Regions from separate parts of the Mus musculus genome. Here regions 1, 3, 4, 5, 6 and 7 are each linked to region 2. A link is a contact called in public Hi-C, HiChIP or PLAC-seq and promoter capture Hi-C data. All regions are on one chromosome and are shown on one strand. The core of a region is the stretch at or near the end of the contact, and the rest is flanking DNA. Distances in the headings are between cores, read along the strand shown.

Evidence for each region. Promoter capture Hi-C pulls out the DNA fragments that hold promoters and counts their contacts. Hi-C and Micro-C count contacts between places; a contact is called where the count stands out from the background. HiChIP or PLAC-seq counts read pairs in DNA pulled down with a chosen protein or histone mark. Capture Hi-C pulls out chosen DNA fragments and counts their contacts.
Region 1: a contact with region 2 is called in an H3K27ac HiChIP or PLAC-seq map of microglia, with 7 times the contacts expected there. The contact joins the promoter of Ep400 here to the promoter of Tfip11 in region 2. A contact is called at or near these places in 2 of 39 promoter capture datasets (the HPC-7 cell line and pre-B cells), 2 of 484 Hi-C or Micro-C datasets (CD4 T cells and CD8 T cells), 4 of 115 datasets of contacts at active chromatin or transcription factors (astrocytes, cardiomyocytes, microglia and 1 more) and 2 of 9 other capture datasets (adipose tissue and liver).
Region 3: a contact with region 2 is called in a promoter capture Hi-C map of pre-B cells, with 5 times the contacts expected there. The contact joins the promoter of Coro1c here to the promoter of Tfip11 in region 2. A contact is called at or near these places in 2 of 39 promoter capture datasets (liver and pre-B cells).
Region 4: a contact with region 2 is called in a promoter capture Hi-C map of liver, with 2.8 times the contacts expected there. The contact joins the promoter of Chek2 here to the promoter of Tfip11 in region 2. A contact is called at or near these places in 3 of 39 promoter capture datasets (hippocampal neurons, liver and pre-B cells) and 2 of 9 other capture datasets (adipose tissue and liver).
Region 5: a contact with region 2 is called in a promoter capture Hi-C map of liver, with 5 times the contacts expected there. The contact joins the promoter of Ulk1 here to the promoter of Tfip11 in region 2. A contact is called at or near these places in 3 of 39 promoter capture datasets (hippocampal neurons, liver and pre-B cells).
Region 6: a contact with region 2 is called in a promoter capture Hi-C map of pre-B cells. The contact joins the promoter of Selplg here to the promoter of Tfip11 in region 2. A contact is called at or near these places in 2 of 39 promoter capture datasets (neutrophils and pre-B cells) and 1 of 9 other capture datasets (liver).
Region 7: a contact with region 2 is called in a Hi-C map of B cells, with 10 read pairs. The contact joins the promoter of Iscu here to the promoter of Tfip11 in region 2. A contact is called at or near these places in 4 of 39 promoter capture datasets (the 3T3-L1 cell line, erythroid cells and liver), 3 of 484 Hi-C or Micro-C datasets (B cells, myeloid progenitors and rod photoreceptor), 6 of 115 datasets of contacts at active chromatin or transcription factors (the NIH/3T3 cell line, T-cell acute lymphoblastic leukemia, extraembryonic endoderm stem cells and 3 more) and 1 of 9 other capture datasets (adipose tissue).

What each region holds. Positions count from the first base shown.
Region 1 is chr5:110,769,180-110,772,148 of GRCm38.p6, forward strand. It overlaps Ep400 (E1A binding protein p400), which reads right to left and starts at 1,538. Exons shown (of 52, transcript NM_029337.2): 1 at 1,313-1,538. Gm15559 (predicted gene 15559) reads left to right here and starts at 1,770. Exons shown (of 2, transcript NR_152254.1): 1 at 1,770-2,083.
Region 2 is chr5:112,324,779-112,327,677 of GRCm38.p6, forward strand. It overlaps Tfip11 (tuftelin interacting protein 11), which reads left to right and starts at 1,591. Exons shown (of 14, transcript NM_018783.4): 1 at 1,591-1,695; 2 at 2,707-2,892.
Region 3 is chr5:113,906,779-113,909,961 of GRCm38.p6, forward strand. It overlaps Coro1c (coronin, actin binding protein 1C), which reads right to left and starts at 1,928. Exons shown (of 11, transcript NM_011779.3): 1 at 1,833-1,928.
Region 4 is chr5:110,838,401-110,841,272 of GRCm38.p6, forward strand. It overlaps Chek2 (checkpoint kinase 2), which reads left to right and starts at 1,583. Exons shown (of 15, transcript NM_016681.4): 1 at 1,583-1,648; 2 at 2,806-2,872. The coding sequence starts at 2,813. Hscb (HscB iron-sulfur cluster co-chaperone) reads right to left here and starts at 1,377. Exons shown (of 6, transcript NM_153571.2): 1 at 1,096-1,377. The coding sequence starts at 1,328. RefSeq lists an enhancer at 181-210.
Region 5 is chr5:110,808,803-110,812,127 of GRCm38.p6, forward strand. Ulk1 (unc-51 like kinase 1) reads right to left here and starts at 1,279. Exons shown (of 28, transcript NM_009469.3): 1 at 812-1,279; 2 at 325-417; 3 at 203-244. The coding sequence starts at 922.
Region 6 is chr5:113,828,766-113,831,789 of GRCm38.p6, forward strand. Selplg (selectin, platelet (p-selectin) ligand) reads right to left here and starts at 1,736. Exons shown (of 2, transcript NM_009151.3): 1 at 1,584-1,736.
Region 7 is chr5:113,771,501-113,774,419 of GRCm38.p6, forward strand. Iscu (iron-sulfur cluster assembly enzyme) reads left to right here and starts at 1,301. Exons shown (of 5, transcript NM_025526.5): 1 at 1,301-1,444; 2 at 2,763-2,876. The coding sequence starts at 1,328. Sart3 (squamous cell carcinoma antigen recognized by T cells 3) reads right to left here and starts at 900. Exons shown (of 19, transcript NM_016926.2): 1 at 1-900. The coding sequence starts at 135.

The DNA of each region.
Region 1 (2,969 bases), core at 288-2,787, 1.6 Mb before region 2:
AGATTTTAAACATTTGGTGGGGAGGAAGATGTGGAGTAGACCTTCAATCCTTTAGTACTCAGGTGGCAGAGGCAGGTAGATCTCTTTTGAGTTCGAGGTCAGCCTGTTTCAGGACAGCCAGAACTACTCAGTGAGACCATGTGTTTTTTGTTTTTTTGGGTTTTTTAAAATATATAAATAAATTAAGGGGGTTAGAGGGGGCTGGGCACTGCAGCAGGAACCAGCACTCCCAGATACGCAAGAGACTGAGGTAGGAAGATAACCTGAGGCCAGGATCTGAGGCCAGCCTGGGACACAAAGATTCCTCTCAATGGCAAGTAAATAAAAACAGCCAGGCATGATGTCTCACACCTGCAAACCCAGTATCAAGGTGGAGGCATCTGGATTGCTAAGAATTACAGACCAGCTTGGACTACTTAATGAGTCTAGTCCAGGCTGATTCGGACTTCCATGAGACTTTTTGTCTCAGAAAACCTAAATACGTAAAAAGAAGATTTAAAGTTAACATGTGGTTTGCCTTGTGGCCATCCAAATTGTATAATTCATATTCATTCATTCATTTTCTCTCTCTCTCTCTCTCACACACACACACACACACACACACACACACACACACCCAGGTACAAGAATCGCGGATCTTCGTGAGCTCAAGGCCAGCCTGGTCTAAATGGCGAGTTAAAAGGCCAGCCAAGGCTCCAGGGTAAGACCCTGACTTAAAATGGAAAAGCGAAACAAAACCAAAACCGAAACAAAACAAGGACCGTTTTTGCCACACGTATAATCGAGAGCACAAGTGACAAGTGCCAGGGATGAGCGCAACCCCCAATTCCAAGTCGCGGTGCTCCAGGATACTGGACCTAGGGACAGACCTGCGGAGACAGCGGCTCGGCGGCTGATGGTACACCTCCGAGCCCCGGCCCGGGGAGCTCTGCCAGATCCCCGGCGTCCTTCCCGCTCTGTCTCCGCTCAAGGCTCTACGTCGCGAAAGGAAGCCCCGCGCGCCGCGGACCAACGGTGCCGCGGGCGTTAAGAGCCCCGCCTTCCCGAGCGCTCGGAAACGGCCGCGCGCCTGCCCAGAAAGAACGGCGCACTCGAGAGCGCTGACCAGAGAAGGGCCTTGCTGAGGCCGGACCACGCGCCGAGCCACCGACCGGTCCCCTCTCAGCGCCGCCCGGCCCCTCGGCCCCGCCCGCCCACGACAAAGCGCCGCCGCGGCCTGGGCCCGCCGCGACGCCAGCAGCAGCAGCACCGCTAAACACAACCGCTCGGCACGCCGCCGTTGCCGCCTACCACCCACCGTCCCGCCTCTCACCCGCTGACGCTATCCCGTTCGCTTGCACCGCGAGCAAAAGCCGCGCTCCGCCGCGTCAGGACAGCCGGGAGGCTCGAGCGCGCCGCAGCCGCTCGGCACATCCGGGTCCACGGGCACAGGAAGTAGCAGCGCCGGTGCTACGGCGCGCGGCGAGGGACTAACGGTACCTATCCTGTAGGGCCGCTCGCAGCCGCGCGGGGTCGCCTGAAGCTGAGGCGCTGCTGACGGCGGAGGCAGGACCGAAGCGGCTTCTTAAGCAGGCGGTTAGGGGCGGAGCTGTATGCAGGAGGTGCGTTGGGCGGAGTTTGGAGAGCGGAGAGCCACCTCAGGGCCGCCTCCGAAAGGCCTCATCCGTACGAGGCGGGACCGCTTCGGACAGGACGAGGGGAGTCGGCGCACGCGCAGGGAAGGGCTGGGGGGGCTGAGGCGGTGCACGCGGGCTGGGGCGTGGCCTCATGGGTACAAGGCGGAGCCTCAGGCCTCGGGGAAGTTCCGGTAGACTCGGGAAGGGGCGTGGCCTCGTCAGTTGGGGGCGGACCCCGAGTTTCACTCAGTTACGCCACCTGGCGACTCGCTCCAGCGGGGGAGGCTGTTTAGGAAAGCTCGAGCGGACCTGATCGCATCCTCTGGGTGTGCTCCGCCTCCGTGGGAAATAGGGGACTAGCCCTATGAACAAAAAGGCGCCTGAGGCGCAGTGAGCAGAAGTCTGAAAATACATCCAGCATCATTAGACATCACAGAAATGCAAAAGAAACCACGACCCAAGAGGAGGTAAGATTGTAGTACGAGTTTGAAAAAGATTTTATATATATATTTTTTGTTGTTGTTGTTTTGTTTTGTTGTTTTGTTTTGTTTTGAGACAGGGTTTCTCGGTGCAGCCCTAGCTGTCCTGGAACTCACTCTGCAGACCAGGCTGGCCTCAAACTCAGAAATCCACCTGCCTCTGCCTCCCAAATGCTGGGATTAAATAAAGGCATGCACCACCACTGCCCAACAAAAGATTATAATTTTAAAAACACTATAAAAAAAAGGAAGAAATTAACTGAGCTTCGTGGCACAAGCTTGTAATTCAGTGGATCTCAGCCTATGGGTCACATATAAGATATCCGGCATGTCAGATATTTATTTCCATTACAACTTATAGCAGTAGCAAAATTACAGTTATGAAGTACCAATGAAATATGGTTGGGGGTCACCACAACATAAGGAGCTGTATTAAAGAGTCACAGCATCAGAATGTTTGAGAACCACTGCTATAATCCCAGAACTTGAGGCTGAAGCAGCAAGATCTGGGGTTCATGCTGGCTTCATCCATTCATCATGTTTGAGGCTGTCCTGGAATACATGAGACCCCATCTCAAAATAAAAAACAGGAGGGAAATGTGTTAGGAAGGAGCCAGTGGAAGTTGTAGGGAATAAGGGGAAATGAAGAGAAGGTGGATATGACCAAAACATACATGCATGAAACTCTAAAATAAAGGATCTTTTTAAAAGCTCAAGATAGGGGTTGGTGAAATGGATCAGCAGTTAAGAGCACGGACTGCTCCTCCAGAGGTCCTGAGTTTAATTCCCAGCAACCACAGGGTGGCTCACAACCATCTGTAATGTGACCCAATGCTCTTCTGGTGTGTCTGAAGATAGCTACAGTGTACTCATA
Region 2 (2,899 bases), core at 341-2,840:
GTGTGCTTGTCTGCCAACTTGGGGTCACTGCCTTCCTGGTTTACTTTCACTTGGTTCACACGCAGGGATATTCTTTCCCAACACAAGTATGCTTTCAACTTTCCTGTACTGGGATCCCTTGCTCATGCGCTGAAGGCCCCCTGCCTGCTCGTGGCCGACCTCCACACTGGCTCTCCCACACCACCATGCCTCTTCCCTTCTTCGTTCTCCTCCCGGCAGCTATGAGTTACAACTTGCCTGCCGTTCCCGCCCCCACCCCCAACCCTGGCCCCACTGCCCGCCCTCAGCTCTCTGTATCAGTTCTTAGATGCTTTCATTCACGTGACCATAAAACCCCAAGAAGGGACCCTGATCCCACAGTATCACATTGGCTCTGACGGACTCCCCAAGAGCCTCACTAACAAATCCTCCTGCATGTTTTTTGGTTAGGTTTTATTGCTGTATTGTAAAGACCATACCCAAGAGCAATTTGGGAAGGAAACTGATTTATTTGCTTTACAGATTACAGTCCAAAGACATTTTTAAAAAGAACTGAAGTAGAAGCCACGGAGGGAACGCTGCTTATTGGCTTGCTCCCTGTGCTTACAGCACCCAGGACCACAGGGGGAGGCCCCACCCACAATGGGCTGGGCCGTCCCACATCAATCATGAATCAAGCAAACGACACCAGTCTTGCCTACAGGCCATCCGATGGAAGCACCGAGTCCTTTTCCTAGATATCTCTAGTGTGTATCAAGCTGACAGGGGAAAACAAAAATAAGTCCAGCCAACAACAAAACCCACCAGGACCCAGCCTTTTAGGGTATTAGAGAAAACAAATTAGTTTCAGAACCAGAGATGGCACCAGACTATGTATAGATTTGTAAGATGTGTAAAAAGATGACATATGCTCTTTGTGGGTCGCGTTGGCACACGCCTTTAAGGCCAGCACTCAGGAGGCAGAGGCAGGCAGATCTCCCGAGTTCGAGGCTAACCTGGTCTACACAATGAGTTCCAGGACAGTCAGGGCTACACAGAGAAACCCTGTCTTTCTTTCTTTCTTTTTTTTGGGGGTGGGGGGTTTCGAGACAGGGTTTCTCTGTGTAGCCCTGGTTGTCCTGGAACTCACTTTGTATGTAGACCAGGCTGGCCTCGAACTCAGAAATCCACCTGTCTCTGCCTCCTAAGTGCTGGGATTAAAGGCGTGCGCCACCACGGCAGGATGAGAAACCCTGTCTTGAAAATTCACAAAACCAAAACCAAATCAAACCAACAAGAAACCCCAACTCCGTTCTTTCCCAGCGACAGAGAAATAACTAGAGCAAAGAGGAGAACAATAAAACTGCTTCCTGGAGAGAACTCGACATGGGGTCGCGAGGACATTTTAATCTCTCAGTGTCCTCGTGACGCTGGTAACGCCAAGTAAGACTCCAGTGCCTGGCGACGGCTCGCCCTGGAACGAGACGGCCACTCAGCCTCAGTTCCGATGGGAACCAGAAGCAGCGCGAGGCGGGATCACCGGCCCTTCCGGGTTGCAGACACGCCCCCTCCGGCGTGAAGTCGCTGCCGGGGCAACAGCGCGCCACTTCCGCCTCTGAGCGATGACGTATTTCCGATGCGCCGGTAAAGGCCACATCCGGGTTTGGGCTGGCGGGACCCTCGCAGATTCGGGGACGCTGGGCGAAGGCTGTGTGGCTCTCGCGGATGCTGAGCGAGGTGAGCAGGCGGCGGGGTGGCGTCCCGGGAGCGCGGGCTGAGGCTCCGAGGCTCCGTGACGACGGCTTTACGGTTTCCCTGCGCTCCGGGCCCGCTGCTGACATTGAGCTGAGCGTCTCCTGTCCCCTGTGCTGGGGAGGTGGCGGTGCTGTAATTGAGTGGGCCTAGGGCTTCCTGCTCCTTTGAGGAAACTCAACATGTGCTGGTTGCTGGGGTCGGAACCTGTTGAGTTTCGCCGGTGCATAGTGAGGAGGAGGAGGAGGAGGAGCAGCGGGGGGGGGGGGGAGCTGTTAGTCACCGCGGAGCCGTTTTCACGCTGTCAGTCACTGGTGTCACATAGTGAGGATGTTACTGTGCAATGCACACAGTGTCGGGTCGGGACCTTTGAATGTGATAACCACACTCACAGGTGTTCATAGAGGCGCGATTTAGACTCAGGCTGGGGTGTTAAGTGTTAATGATTTTCACAATCATTTTGAAGGATTCACTTCGCAGTCCTGACTTGTAATGAGTGTGAACCTGAAACCCGATCATGGAGTGGAAGAAGATGCTTTTTTTTTTTTTTCCTTTTTCCTCCCTTTCCCCCCGTTTCTGTTTTTTGTTTGTTTGTTTGTTTTGTTTTTTGTTTTTGTTTTCAAGACAGAATTTCTCTTTAGCAGCCAGCCCTGGCTGCCCTGGAATTTGCTTTGTAGACCAGGCTGGCTTTGAACTCAGACCCCCCTGGTCTCTGCCTCCCTACTGCTAGAGTCAAAGATGTAAGGGTGCTGTTTCTTGAGCACCTACTGGGAGCGGAGCTTTCGTTGTTGTTTTGTCGGTTTTGAGACCAGGCTGGCTTTGAACTTAGAGAGATGGATCTGCCTCTCTGCCTCCAAAGTGTTGGAGCTTTTGTTTTTCGAAAGTATCATCTTAATCAGTCCTTACAAGCTTCTCCTGGAACTGAATGAATGCAGTTATGAGAGAGAGAGATGAATAGCTACCTGGGTAGAACACTGTTTTTTCCCTACCCTCTAGGAGTGACTGCAAAGTGGCATTCAGAAAGACTGCAACCTTCCAGTACCGTAGAAGCCGTTCAGGGAAGGAAACCTTCAGTCCCGTGGAAATAGTATTTCAGAAAATGCTCTGAAGTTTCCCTGGAACTGCAAATTGGCTAGATACAACTTTTCCTGGAGAAGTAAAAAGACCAACCTGGTTTCTGAGGTAATAA
Region 3 (3,183 bases), core at 678-3,177, 1.6 Mb after region 2:
TGTCTGTGTGTGTGACTGTCAACTACCAAAAGACAGAGCACTTGTAGAGCTATGATATAAAGCAATTCTGCTCTACCACATTTTTTTTCCTGTTTATATATGTTTCAGTTCTAGTTACTATTGCTGTGATGAGACACCAGGACCAAAACAGCTTGGGGAGGAAAGGGTTAATTCAGCTCACACTTCCACATCACAGTTCATCATCAAAGGAAGTCAGGACAGGAACTCTAGCGGGCGGGAACTTGGAGGCAGGAGGCTGATGCAGAGGCTGATGGAGGGGTGCTGCTTACTGTCTTGCTCCCCATGGCTTGGTCAGCCTGTTTTCTTATAGAACGCAGGACTGCAAGCCCAGGGGTGGCCCCGCCCACAATGGGCTCAGCCCTCCCACCATGAATCACCAATTAAGAAAAGGCCCCACAGGCTTTTCTATAACCTCAGTCTCACTTTTTCTCAACTGAGGCTTCCTCCTCTCTGATGACTCTGGCTTGTGTCAAGCTAGACAGAAAACCAGCCAGTACAATATGTAACCGCCGCCTAGATTCGATGTTTAATGTCAGGCTGGCTATCCAAACATCACTGCGTGTGACACACACTCCCCAAGTCTCCCTAGGTCAGTGTTCTCTAACATGTCCAGAACCAAGCACTGTGTTCAGCTGCTCTGAAGCTGCGGACAGACAGGAATATGAACTACCATTTGCCTTCACACCCGAGAAGGAGGCAGGAAGCAACTACTTGTACTTCATCATGTTCTTCCCTCTACTAGCAGGCCCTGGTGTCAGGGTGCTGCCAGACAAGGACAATAAGACGCTTTATTATATAGGGTGACTAAGAGCCTCGCAAGTACTGTTTTAGAATATAATCCCGGTAGGGAAGGCCACGGGATGGGAGTACAATTATTTCGTGCCAACCATTTCCAAAACTAAACATATTGTGGCCCTGCGAATAAGCACGCTCTGCGGTCAATTCTCTTTCAAATGCTTACAGGAAGCAATTCCGGGAGAGACGAACAACTTGCAATTTGCTTCTCACTCTGAATCCCACGACCGAAATGTGTAGAGCAAGCCGTTCTGACACCACAAAACAAGGGCAGCCTACATGAAGGCCAAATATAGGATGTGATTCTAAACCACGACGGAGAGAAAGCCTGCATTTCCTTTTCCAGCCTGCAAAAAAAAACCCTTTGAACACTCCCAAAAAAGGACGTCGGGGCCGGCACCTCCCTCCGGGAGGAAGCCCCTTTCTTCTCCGAAAGCCCTGCAGCCGGCTACTTCCCCCCAGCTCATTCACATCACTGGAGATAGATAGGGCTGCTGTGCGTACGCCCGCCGGGGGACCGGCGGCAGAGCTGGGCTGGGCGTCCCCACCCTCCACCTCTGATGTCATCCTAGCCATCTCGGCGCGGCTGAGCCCCACCTGCCCCGCGGGTCACTAGGTTCCGCACCCGGGACAGGGTTCCTCCTCCAGGCCACGCCACTGCAGCCCGCCCCCGCCCCAGGTCTTCAGGGTCCAGGAGGCCATGCACTGCGAGCCAGGCGGAGCCCCGCCCGGGCGCGCCCCGCACACCGGGGGTCCCCCGCGGACCCAGCCCCACGTGAGCGCTCGGCCGCAGGCTCTTCGCAGCGCTCAGACACCGCCTCACGGCTGCCGGGCCCACGGCTGCCCGCAGACGGCCATTCCCCAGCCGCAGCGCCCGGGGCATGCGCGTGCGCCCCGCACCACTCGGCGCCGCCGGCTCCTGTCAGCCGAGAGCTTCACACGCGGGGTCCCGGAGGCCGGCCCGCCCGCCCCGGGCTCGCTCCGGAGCTGCCCCGTCCTGAGCGCGCGCTGCTTACCAGAGCCCGGGTGCCTGAGGCGCCGCCGAAGTCCCTGCTGCAAAGCCCCGCGAAGCCTCCAACCGCTGCCGCCTCCCGCCTGGCACTGAGCGCCGCGCGGGGGAGGGGCGCGGCCGCCGCTGCCCAGGCCTTCGCGCGCGCGGGCCCCGCCCCCGCGCCGGGGCCGCGCCCAACCAGCGCCGCCGAACCACGCTTCACCACGCCCACTTCCGGAAGGTCCCGGTTAGATGCCCGGCTCTCCTTAGAGCGCCCCCTGTGGTGGCGCGGGGAGGTGCAAGGAGACTCGGAGCCCACGCCCGCTTTCCGGGGCACTTGAATGGCCGGGTGGCCACGCCCACGGGCTCCTTCCAGCCCCACCCAGGTCTTTAGAACCAGAGCGGGCGTTCTTAAGCTCCACCCACGGCCCTGCAGAGCCTCTCTATGAGGATGGTCGTTTGAGCGCATCTAACTGCCCACCGAGTCCGTGAGCAGGGCTTGGTTTCCCCCCGCCCCCAAAACCTAGCTTCCCCCAGTTGAGCGCCGCAAATCCCCGCTCGGATTTCCTGAAGACCCGGGGAACCTATGATCATCCTATTTGCTGTACCTCAAGCCCCGCCCACAGCCCTGAGCGTACTTAAACCGTAAGCCCCGCCCCAAGTTCTTAGCCCCACCTCCATCAGGGCTGGTTCAACCCTCTCACCCACGCTCTCTCCCACTACTCTCCAGGGCAGGGTGGCAACCCTTGGGCTGGACCACACCTATGAGAGAGAGCTAAGGAGAAGCAATGAAGACTCCCTGGCTAAAGTCCCTCCATATGAGCACGTGGATATGTGTCCTAGCCCTGTTACTCTCAAATGAAGTGACCCAGGGACCATTTCACTCACCTCTTTGGATTTCAGTTTCCTAATCTTGAGTGTAAGGTTATCCCACTATTAGCCAAAGCCCCTTCAGAAATATCAAGCTTTGAAATACCAAGATCTAAGGAAACTGCGTCCAGAGATCTGGGCCAGCTGAGGGGTTGGGCCATTTATTTCCCAAAGCAAGGCATCTTTACAATTCGCAGAGGGATGAATTTTCACTTTGTTTTAGCCTCAGAGATGTCCAGGAATCTGTGGTCGGCATTCAGTGGTAGAACCCCTGAATTCTTGTTGCAGGAATTAAGATAAACTGCCACCTCAAAACAGAAGGCACACGCCTTTAGTCCCAACACTGAGGAGGCTGAGGCAGGTGGATCTCCGTCAGTAGTTCCAGGCCAGCCTGGTCTACATACTGAGTTCCAGGACATCCAGGGATATGTAAAGAAACTCTGTCTCTAAATAAGTAAATAAAATAAAATTAGGCAAAGTGTGTGTGTGTGTGTGTGTGTGTGTGT
Region 4 (2,872 bases), core at 333-2,832, 1.5 Mb before region 2:
CAGTGTACTTACATACAATCAATAAGTCTTAAAAAAAGAGAAAAGGCAGGGGGGGGGGGACAAAGTACAGAGAACACTTCTTGGTGTCTCTCCCTCAAATTCTCAGCCTGAATTAAATTTTTGTTTTCTTGAGACAGGGTCTCACTGCTTAGCCTATGTTGGGTTCCCACTTTTGACCCTTTTCCTTCAGCCTACTGAACACTGGGATTTTAGACATAGGCTACTACACTAGGTTTGTTTTGTTCTTAATTGCTTTCGGTTTTTGAGACCTAGTCTCATGTAGCCCAGAGTCTCATCAAACGTACAGGCTCAGCTGTACCCTCTGAGTGCTGGACTCACAGGCATAACACCAACACACCTGGCTTGTTTTGTATTTATTTTCTCCGTTAAATAAATAATTTATTTGCGATGAGATGTTCCCTATTTGTGTGGTTGGCCTCCAAGTGGGGTATCATCTCCTACGGTTGTCTAGCATGCTTTTAATCCTGGCATTGGTGAGGCAGAGGGGGTTGGTGGAATTCCAGGCAGGCCAGGCGAGACTTCAAGGTGAGGCTAAATTAAAAAACAAACAAACAAACAAACAAAAACCTCTCCCAGTTCCTGTAAGTTTGGCCAATGGATTTTCCAGAAGTCTCAGCCCTCAAACCTCCCTATACCGTAAACTTGTCCGTTTCTGTTTGTTGATGTTTAAAAACAAGGTCCTTGTAGCTACTGCTAGTCTTGAATTCCTGAACCTGTGTTTTCCACTTTACAAGTGCTTAGATCACAGACAGGCATCTGCAACTTCACTCCTGTTTGACCCCCGCCTCCACCCTTATCTTCTCTCCAGTCTGTAACTTTATTTCCTCTCCGTCTCAGGAAAACTCCTAAAATCTCACTAGGTACTACTTATACCTATGGCCTACACTTATCCATCTTTGTAGTTGTTTTGAATCAGTCTCGGCAAATTGCCTAAGATGGCTTTGAACTGTGGTCCTCAGCCTCAGACCCCCCCAAGCTGGCTGGAAATTACAGCCCCGCAGACGCGGCCCCAAGCCTAGATCGCTCGGGTTACGAAGCCCGAGCTGCTTTCCCGTCACGACGCGCCGCCCGTACCAGTTCATGAGGCTGAAGTAGTCACGAGTGGGGTCAGGAGGCTGCAGAGCGCGGCAGTGTGAGCAGAAGAACTCATCCCCACACCCGACTTCCCTTGCGTGACCGCAGTTCCAGCACTGCGGTGCAATGCTCTTCCCCGCGGCGGCATTGCTGCCCAAAAGTCTCCTTCCCAGGAACCCTGCCAGCCGCACCTCCCACACACCCAGCAGGGCACGGGCTCCGCATCCCCACATTGGGACGGCCGCTCGCTGACCTAGGTAGCAAGACCCGAGGGAAAGGAGGAAAGACCGTCTCGCTGCTGATTGGTTAAGGGAGTCGAGGAGGCGGGATTAGCCGCGGGAAACCAAGACGTCGAGTCCCGTTCTGCATGTTAAACTACAACTCCCAGCAAGCCTTGAGACTAATCGCGGCAGTCATCTTCGGGCTTTCTTACTGGTCCTGCCGGGGAGGAAGGCTTTTTGATTGGTTGAGGGTGGAGTTTGTATCCGTAGGTTTAGCGCCACTCCACTGGCGGAGGCTGTGCAGTGTTTGCGGCTCCTGGTGGTCTCACGCGGTGAGTCATAAGTGGGAAACTTTAAGTGTTTGAGGAGTCGAATACCGTTCTCATGCTTCTTGTGCAAATGGGCCCTCTGCAGCTTCCGCTTTGTCTGCTTTCTTGTGCGAGCGAGGGGGCGCTGTGCATAGTCAATTCTTCCTTTTTATCTGCCCTTGGGGCGCGCGGGGGGGAAGCGGGGGGGAAGTTCACTTTCCTTGTTCCTTGTGAGCTGAAACAGGTCTGGGCACATAGGAAGGCACAACGCCGGGCTGTTCGTTGCCAGAGCGAAGTAGTTTTCATAACGAACATTATAAATGTTCATGCCAGCCCCTAGATGGCTTTCCCCAAATACCTACTGAGAACCCGATCTTCGCTGCTAGGCTCTGCAGGAACTGAAGAGGGTACGTCTGCATACTCAGCATACGTGAGGGGTAGGATGGCAAGGAATGGATAGGAGACAACCAAGCCATTCTCAGCTTCTGTACATGAAGGAAGATGGTGTAATGCTTTGTAAGTGGCCTCTGGAATTCTATTCATAATCCTGGGATTTTGCTATGGTCACTTTTTTTTCTCCCCACTCATGAATGGGCCTGTCTTTCATTTTGAGGTGGTCATAATGTGCCCGTTCCTTTAAATTTCTTTATGTATTTTTTTTAATCACGTGTCTAAGTCTGTGCAGTGCGCACGGGGGCCAATAGAGGGCATTGTATCACCAAGAGCTGGAATTACAGGTGTTTGTGATCTTTTGGATGTGGGTGCTGGGAACTGTACTCTTGACTCCTTAACTGTCTTCATTTTGTATGTTTGACAATACTGGGAGTGGGATCCAGTACTTTGCTTCTGTTGGAGAAGTGATGAACCATCTACCATTGAGTTATAGCAGCCACATGACTAATTTTGGGTAGAGATTTACTTTACTTTTAATTATGTTATCTGTGTGGGAAAGTGCAAGTGTGAGCTCTGGTGATTGCAGAGGCCAAGATCCACTACAGAGCCACTGACTTTGGAGTTATAGGAAACCTCGAGCTGCCAGATTTGGTGCTGAGAACGTAGGGAAACTTGGGTTCTGCAAGAATAGTATGTGCACTTTCCTGCCGAGTCCTCTCCTGCTCCCTCCCCTTCTCCACTCTCGAATCCAGAGCCTTGTTCCTTATTGTTGGACTCTTGTTTTCGAGGTCGGATATGAAGAGTCATCATCAGTCCCACAGCAGCACCTCCTCGAAGGCTCATGACAGTGCTTCC
Region 5 (3,325 bases), core at 29-2,528, 1.5 Mb before region 2:
CTAAGTGGCCTCACAGTAGGACAAGCGTGAGACAAGGCATTCAGAACCCAGCTCCTTTCACCTAAACCAAATACTAATCTAAAGCCATCATCTGCCCTCAGGGGGGCTCCAGCCCCAGGCAACCTAGGTCCTGAAGCAACAGTGGATGGGACAAGGGCAAGAATAGATTTACCCCTCCCCCAAGCCCAACGCTGAGCCTTACCTGGAAGTCATACAGCGCCACGATGTTTTCGTGCTTTAGTTCCTAGGACACAAATCCAAGTTTCTCATGAGCAAGAAAAGAGCTGACCCACCCTCTCCCCCTCCCCCGAGGCGCTGGCTCACCTTCAGGATTTTGATTTCCTTTCCCAGCAGTGTTTGGGACTTGGCAAGGTTCTTCTTGTTAATGCATTTGACGGCCACCTCCAGGTCGTGCTTCTGAAAAGCCAAACGTGAACCTTCAGGGTTGAAAACAACCCCCCCTCCTGCTCCCCACCAAGCAGGGAACACAGAGATGGCTTAGGGTGGCTGTCCCAAGGGTCTTGGAATGGGAGGCTGCCAGAGGCAGACAGATAGTGAGTGTCTGTCAGCCGGCCTGGAATTTAAGTCCCAGGATGGAGTCCCAGGTTAGGTTCTCAGAACTGGTCTGACTTCGGGGCTAGGTAGGGAATCCTGTGCTGGCTGGCGTCTCCAGTTTTCTGGAGCTAGAGTAGCAGGTGGGTTTCCCGGGCTGGGGGGTCCTTAATTGGGTCCCTCTACGGATTACCGGAGGTAAGGTGTCCCTTGGGCTGGGAGTCCGGGATTGCGAGGCCTCCGCGGGAGCCTCACCCACCTCGCGGTGTCGACCCTTGAAGACCACCGCGAAGGCGCCGTGTCCAATCAGGTCCTTGCGAGAGAACTCGAACTTGCCCACGGTCTCGACGCCGCCGCGGCCCGGCTCCATAGCGCGCGCGGGCCGGGGGCGCGAGCCCGGGCTCGGGCCCCGGGGCGGCGCTACGGGGTGCGCTGGGCTCAGGCGGAGGCCGGCGGGCCGCGTACGCGGGGACGGAGGCGCGGGCTCATCGCCAGGGCCCCGTGCCCCATCGGGCAGGCCTGAGCCGGGTCCCAGTCCCACAGGCCGGCGGACGGAGGGGCGCGCTCCCTCGGCGTCCTCCTCGGTACCCTCCCGGCGCTGACAGTCGGGACCCGGTCCGACTCGGGACTCAGCTCTGACACACTCCAGCTCCAAGTCCGGGCCTGACTGACGATGCGGCTCGGAGCCCCGCAGGGAAACAAAAGATCCGCGGCACCCGGGCCTCGGAGCCCGAGGTGCCGGCGCAGCCGCACTGCGTGGAGGCGGGACGATGGGCGGGGCCTGCGGAGCTCAAGACCTCTTAGGCGGCGGAGCTGGCAATGGGCGGGTCCGAAATGAAGGACACCTCGTGGGTGGTAAGGCGGGGCGGGGCTTAGTTTGGGTGGTGCCTCGATGGGCCCAGCCCTATACTGGGCGGGACTTGAGAGAGGAGGCAGGATATGGGCGGGGCCGGAGCAGACTGGGCATGTCAATGTCAGAACTATCTCTGGTTGTGGCTCCTCGCTCTGCCCTAGGCATTTTTTTATTTACTTATTTTATTCATATGTATATGTGTGTGCCTACAGGAGTTTATATGCACCGTGTATGTGTATATAAACACGTGAAACATTCATATTAAACATGTATGTGTCGGGTCCTGGAATTGGAGTTTCAGGCAGTAATGAGCTGCCATGTGGAAACTGGTAACCAAACCAGGAGAGCAGTAGATGCTCTTAATAGCTGAGCCATCTCTCCAGCTCTGCCCTACGTACTTCCTACCACTTGTTTTGTTTTGTTTTGTTTTGTTTGTGCTTTCTTTTGGAGAAGTCGAGATAGGATTTCTTTGTGTATCCCTGCCTGTCCTGGAACTCACTCAGTAGAACTGGCTGGCTTCAGACTCAGAGATCTGCCTGCCTCTGCCTCCTGAGAACTGGGGATTGAAAGTTTTTTAACTGAGTCTTCTCACATTGTAGGCCCGACTGGTCTCGAACTTGCTTTGTCTCTTTGTAGATCGTGCTGACCTCAAACTCACAGATATCCCTCAGCCTCTTCCTCCTGAGTATTGGAATTAAAGGCAGGTGCCACCACATCCATTTTCTCTCTTTTATTACATTTGCTTATTCTGTATGTGGGGACGGAGACTTGAGAACATGGTCATGTGAAGGTCAGAGGAAAATGTAAAAGATGTTTCTGTCTACTTTGTGACTCTTAACATTAAATTCAGGTTGTCAAACTTGGCAACAAGGTCTTTTATCCTTGGAGCCATCTCACCGAAGGCATCAGTTTTCCTTCATTTATTATTTTACTTAACTTTTGTTGTTAGAGGGGAAGTTTGAGGCAGGGTTTCCTGTAGTCCAGGCTATCCCAGAGCTCATCACATAGAATAGCCGTGAGCTGCTGATTCTCCTGCAAATGCTGGGATTATTTATAGCATGGGCATTTGGTTTGCCTCAGGTGTTTTTCTTGCCTGTCTGGTCACATGGGAACTGCATGGGCATGTTGGAGCACTTGATGTATACAAACATTGTCATTTGGGGAGGGGTATATTGCCATGTTGACCCAATGCCAAATCAAAGGCTCTGTGTGTGTGTGTGTGTGTGTGTGTGTGTGTGTGTGTGTGTGTGTTGTCGCACATACCCATTCTGAGTCTCACCATATGAAGGATGACATGGGCATGTTTGAGCTCATGATACTTATGACCACAGTCATTTGGGGAGGAGGTGTGCAATGTGGGCAATTTTGTTCACATGCCATTTTTGAGCCCAATAACACAGGGAAATGTGTGAGCATGTGTGCACACATGCCCTATTTCAATCTGGTCCTAGATTATTCACCCTCAAGCCATTTCCTAGCCCACTCGCATACCATGGGGGTGGGGAATGTCCATTGTTGTGTTTTATAAAAAAAGAAAAGAAAAGGAAAAAGGAAACCAGGGAGCCAGGGATATGTCTAGTAGAGGCATGGTATGATGAGGTGGAAGGGGCTGCTTCTGCAGGCCCATGCTGAGGCAGCCCTTCACACCACCACCACCACCACCCCCCACCATACCAGCCATACCAGCCACAGGATCGTATCATATAGAATAGAGTGTATTTAGGACATGGGGAGGGGAGTTGAGGGGGTAGTAGAGACAGAGAAAGGCAGAGAGAGAGAGAGAGAGAGAGAGAGAGAGAGAGAGAGAGAGAACAACCATGAACATGTAGAGAGAGAGGGGGAGGAGAATGGGGAGAGAAGGGACAGAGAGAGAAGAGGGTAATAGAGTAAGAGCAAGAAGAGATCGAGAGCAGCGGGCAA
Region 6 (3,024 bases), core at 486-2,985, 1.5 Mb after region 2:
TGCATCAGTGAACCAGGTGTGGCAGAGGCACAGGCCTACATGGAGGCACAGAATTAAGGTCATCCTTGGCTACACGGTATGTTTGGGGCCAACCTTGGCTACGTGCGATTTTCTCAAAAACACTGAGCCCGGAAGAGATGGCTCAGCAGTTCAGAGCATTCAGAGGACCAGGATCTCCAGCACTCATGGAGGCTCACATCCATCTGTACCTCATAAGGCACTGCGCACATGTGATGCTCAGACATGAATGCTCTCTTTCTCTTTCTTTCTCTCTCTCTTTTTTTTTCTTCGAGACATGCTCTCAAAACACACACATAAAACTTTTAAAAATAATAAGACTAAGCCAGGCAGTGGTGGCACAGGCCTTTAATCCTAGCACTTGGGAGGCAGAGGTAGGTGGATTTCTGAGTTTGAGGCTAGCCTGGTCTACATAGTGAGTTCCAGGACAGCCAGGGCTACACAGAAATCCCGTCTCGAAAAAAATTAATAATAATAATAAAATAATAGCAATGATAATGATAATACCAACTTAAAAAAACAATTTCCTATGAACAAGTACTGTTTTCTCAATCTGATTTAATTAAGAAAAAAAAAAAGGCAGGGCTGGTGAGATGACTCAGCGGTTAAGATTGCCGACTGCTCTTCCAAAGGTCCTGAGTTCAAATCCCAGCAACCACATGGTGGCTCACAACCATCTGTAACAAAATCTGATGTGCTCTTCTGGAGTGTCTGAAGACAGCTACAGTGTACTTACATATAATAAATAAATAAATAAATAAATAAATAAATAAATAAGAAAAAAGGGATTAAAGTGGAGGCTGGATGGCTCTGAGGGTCAAAGTGCTTGCTGGGGAAGCCTGCTGACCTGAGTTCAGTTCCCAGAACCCACTGTGGGAGAGAACTGACTCCCCCAAGTTATTCTCTGACCTCCACACATACTGCATAACACTCATGTGCCTGCTCATGCGCACAAGTGCCCATGCCATATGCTCATATGCAAATAATAGTTAATAAATAATAATAAATGAAAATAAAAATTTAGATCCAAGAAGGCTGGTATGGTGGTGCATATAACCTATATAACCCTATATAACCCTAGCATGAGGCCAAGGCAAGAGGCTAGCCTGGGCTACATAGAGTTCCAGGCTAGCCTATGAACAAATGGAGACCATATCTGATTTGAGAGAGAGGGAGGGAGGGAGGGAGGGAGGGAAGAGGAGGAGAGAGAGAGAGTATCCCAAAGAATGTTTCATGCCTTAACAACCTTGAGACAAACTCCACGACTCGTCCAGACTCAGTCTCAGCTCTGGCCTTGAGCTTCCCACAGTTGAGAGGAAGGGTGGGATAGTTTCAGGGCAGAGGACCCGGGCTTCTCTGAGCCTCCACACAGAGACTGCAAGGCCAGCCTGGTAAACAGGCAGTAGCTGAGCATTTTCAGCTAAGGATGGAGAAGCCCAAGTCTCCTGGGAGACCTCGGCCCAGAACGTCAGCACCACTCACAAGGGCCCAGGCACCTTGCAAAGGCGGGCTCCTTGTCCCTTGGGCCCCCAGCCACTCCCCATGGTTTTTCGAATCAGACTTACCGTGCCCAACAGAGCATGGGGCAGCTGCCTCAGGGCCCAGAAGCAAACGACTCTGCCTCAGTGACAGGGCCCCAGTCCACACTGCCAGACACTTGTGGTCCCAATCTGCCCGCCAACCCCCAACGGCAGGGTGTGGAAGAAGGAAGCGAGAATGAGGTTACTCAGGCTGGTCACGTGACGCGCCCACACCCCCTTGTTTGTGACAGCTTTGGTGACAAGTCTGATTAAAGCTGGGTGGGCAGTGTGATGGCGGTTTGTTGGGACTGATAACAATCTTGAAAGTTCAAGGAAGGTATGGGGGGTGCTTACTGTGAGGGGACCTCTACATGAGACCTCAGAGAAGAGTCACAGCCTTGTTCTATGGGCAACTGGAGAGAGGCAACCAGAGAGAACCCCTGCCATGGAGGCAAAGGCCAGACAGAAGGGAGGGAGGGTCTCAATGGAGATGGAGAATGGGAGGCAGAGGGGCAGGAACTGCAAATCACCCACCTTTTTGGAGCTTATGCATAGAGTGTTTTTTGTGTGTGTGCATGCTGGTGTGTGCACACGTGTGTGCTTGTGTGCACATGTGTGTATGTATGTGTGTATGTGCATGCATTTGTACATGTGTATGCTCATGTGTGTATGTGCATGCATTTGTACATGTGCATGCTCATGTGTGCATGTGTGTATACATGTGTATATGCACATTTGTGTACGTGTGTGCATGCATGTACACGTGTGTTTGTACATGTGCTTGTGTGTGAGTCACATGCATTCTTGTGCATACTCCCCAACCTCTCCACGTCTCCACAGCTCAGCTTGGCCTCAGGATCCTCCTTTCTCTGGGGCTACGAGGCTTTTCCTCTCACAGGGTTCTACATAACTGGGTGTAGTGGCTCTCACTTTTAATCTTAGTGGTGGGGATGCCAAAGCAGGAAGAGTACTGTGGGTCTGAGGCTAGCCTGGGCTAAAGTTACTCGCCAGGCAGTGGTGGCTCGAACCTTTAATCCCAGCACTTGGGAGGCAGAGGCAGGCAGATTTCTAAGTTTGAGGCCAGCCTGATCTCAGAGTGAGTTCCAGGACAGCCAAGGCTACACAGAGAAACCCTGTCTCAAAAAACCAAAAAACCAAACCAAACCAAACCAACAAAAAAGTAAGACCCTGTCTTAACTGCTCCATGAAAAATCCAACAGTCAAGGACTCGCCAGACAGGGAGGGTCATTCCCCAATGGATTTCTCCCTTATCTGTTCCTTTGCCCAACAGATTTCCTTTGCCTGTATCTCAGGTTGATCAGCAGCCTTGGTCTCATACAATCCCCCTTGTCCATGGGATGGTGAGGCCAGCCAGTAAACAGGCTGGTAGACCATGACCACATACCCTCCAGTAAAAGCGACACTCCAGGGTGAGCTACGGGGTCAGGCAGGAGATGAGGTGAGATAGATGAGGTAAAGACTGGAG
Region 7 (2,919 bases), core at 51-2,550, 1.4 Mb after region 2:
CGCGGCCACAGCGCCGGACAGCACCTTCCGCTGCACACCGGCCGGCTTCGCCTCATCCTCTTCTCCCTCGGCCTCAGGCCCGGCCTGGGGCTCAACCTCCGGCTCGGACGCCGAAGATGCGGCCGTCGTCGCCATCTTGCGCAGCCCGCGACTCTCGGGTCTTCCCTCGCCCGCCGAAGCCCGGCGAGCATCGGGCTGTCCGCGGCGTCTGCCTGATCAAAACTCCGCTCGGCCACCAGCGGGAGCGTCGCGGACGGCCTCAGGGAGCAGGAAGCTGTGGAGAATCCACCGCTGATGCTATCCTTTAGCGCCTCCAGACGCCACCGTCAGAAGAAAAGGCTCACGAGCATAACCTGCGTCCGGCTACAACCGTGGACAGCTGTCGGGTCTTTGGGCCGGAAGTGGCAGCCACAGCTGAAGTGGTGCGTGCGTGATGTCCGTAGTTAAGGTCGAGGCGCCATCTTAGGAAGGTCAAAGTCGTCGCTTTGGACTAAAGACCTTCTGTAAGGCTCGGCCGGCTCCGGTGCGTGGTTGTTTCCCGGCAACCGACCCTCAAGTGCGGACAAGATTGCAGTTCCTCCGCGATCGGATGCACCATCTCATGGGAAAAGTCTCATCTCTCGAATAAAGCTCCCTCCCCTTTGTAACACCTAGTACCTCGTAGTTGTGTTAAACGAGTCGCTTTTGTGGATTTTTATAGTCAATGATAATACATTACAATAAGTATTGATTCGGAATGATGTGCATGGCGGTAAAACAAACGTAGGTGTCGAGGGATGGGGTTCGTTTCTCTTATACCCCTCGTTCTCGAGGTCGGAAAAGCGTTGCTGTTTCCCTCTGCACTGCCTTTCCCCTTCATCAACAAGGTTAACGAGCCAGAAATCGCGTCCGTTTTGCTCCCAGGATTTTTTTTTTTTTTTTTTTTTTAGTGACACCTAGAGTACACTTAATATGCATTTGCTCCATGGGTGAAACGGCTACCTCGGAATTAGTAAAAAAAAAAAAAAAAAAAAAAAAGGAAGAAAGAGAGAGAGAAAGAAAGAAAAGGAACTCCACAGCCTGAACAAAAGTCTACCAGGGACGTATGCATGATCGAATCATAAACACGCCTGAAACCGAGCATCCCCACGCCCATCGCAGCACCAGACAACCTTGCACGCCGCTTCGGACCTTCCCGCTCTGCGCCTGGCCACGCCCCTTCCGAGGGCGCGGTCAGAGGGGGCGTAGCCGGGCCGAGACGCCAGCGCAAGCGCCGAGCTGCGGTGACGTCGAACGGGCGCGCCATCCCTCCGGCGTCGCCGAGGTCGACGCAGCTCAAGCCGGCAGGATGGCGGCGGCCACGGGAGCTGGCCGTCTGAGGCGGGCGGCGTCGGCGCTGCTGCTGCGGAGCCCGCGCCTGCCCGCCCGGGAGCTGTCGGCTCCGGCCAGGCTCTACCACAAGAAGGTATGGGCGGGCGAGGGGGTGCGCGAACCATCGAGGGGACCTGCCGCCGTTGCGCAGATCACCAGCACCGAGGAGCCCCGCGGCCGCCTCTGCCCCGCCGCGGCCGTCACTCCGAGTGTCCCAAGGCTGACAGCCCAGAAGGGAGGGTCCGGGTATGTCGTGCCGGGGGTCAAGGGGCAGCACGCACACACACACACACACACACACACACACACACGCATGCTTGAGCACACTCGACAGCACCAGCGTCCTCCCCAGCTAAGCCATTGCCCTGGCCAGATGGCCTTGATCAAGTCACTGGTCCCCTCCCATCCTTTCTCTCAGACCTGACAGGAGTCTTCTGAAGTCCCCGTACGTGGAGCGCTCGGTCCAACCAAGGGAAACCACTGATGGCGATTTATTTACTCTTTTAGGAGCCGATGGCCTCGAGCTCAGCCAAGCACCTAGCCCAACATTAAAACTTCGGTTCTCAGTTGTGTGTTTATTGGTAGGGAGCAGAAAGTATAGAAGAAGAGTAGTTTGCGGGCCCCCACGCTTTTAGGGACGTTAAAATCCTCTTGACAGGAGACTCACTCCGAAAAACAAGGCTACCGCAGATGTACAAGACACTCCCTCCCCCCCCCCCCAAAGTCCTTGATTAGATGATGCGTTATGGGGGCTCAGGGCTTAGACTCAATCTGCAGATGAGGGTGCCTCCTGGTAACTAGCGGGAGAAAGCTCGGTTATTAAATCTTAGTGTGTCCCTGACTTTAACAGCTGCTTGTTCTGTTCTGGCTTGGGTGCTCTTGCCCAAGGCCTTCTACCCCAAAGGGAAGGTTGTTTTGTTGACATTATAGCTGCAGGACCTTGACGGGCTGGCAGCCTTAAGGCACCAGGGGGCGCTCCTGCCACAGGGTAGCGCTGTGTTTATGTTTACAGCCACCAATGACTCGTTCGTTCCCCAACCTCCAGCTCATCTCTGACCTTGAAACTTCTGGGGAACTCTTCCATTTGGGGCTGTTTTTATTCTCGGGATTTTTTGTAAGTGCATACTTCTCTTTGTGTATTGTGTTTGGTAAAAAAGAGAAGTTGTGCTTTGAGCCCAGATCTGGTACAGTGTGTGAGTCAGGGGATTACTTCTGGTTGACAGCCCCCTGAAAGGAAGATGTGTCTGAGTTTTCACCGGTTTCTTGGACAGTATCTTCGATACAAAGGTCGTTGGGGAGGAGATAGAAAGAGTTTGGGTCACACATGGGTCTCCCACCTCTGTCCCATACAGATTGCTGATCTGAGAGAGAGAGTAAAGACCGTAGCGATTTCTGTTGATCTGCCATTTCAGGTTGTGGATCATTATGAAAACCCTCGGAACGTGGGATCCCTTGACAAGACATCTAAAAATGTTGGAACCGGATTGGTGGGGGCTCCGGCATGTGGTGACGTCATGAAACTGCAGGTACTGACTGGGTGAAAGGATTACTACCTGCACCCCAACAAGA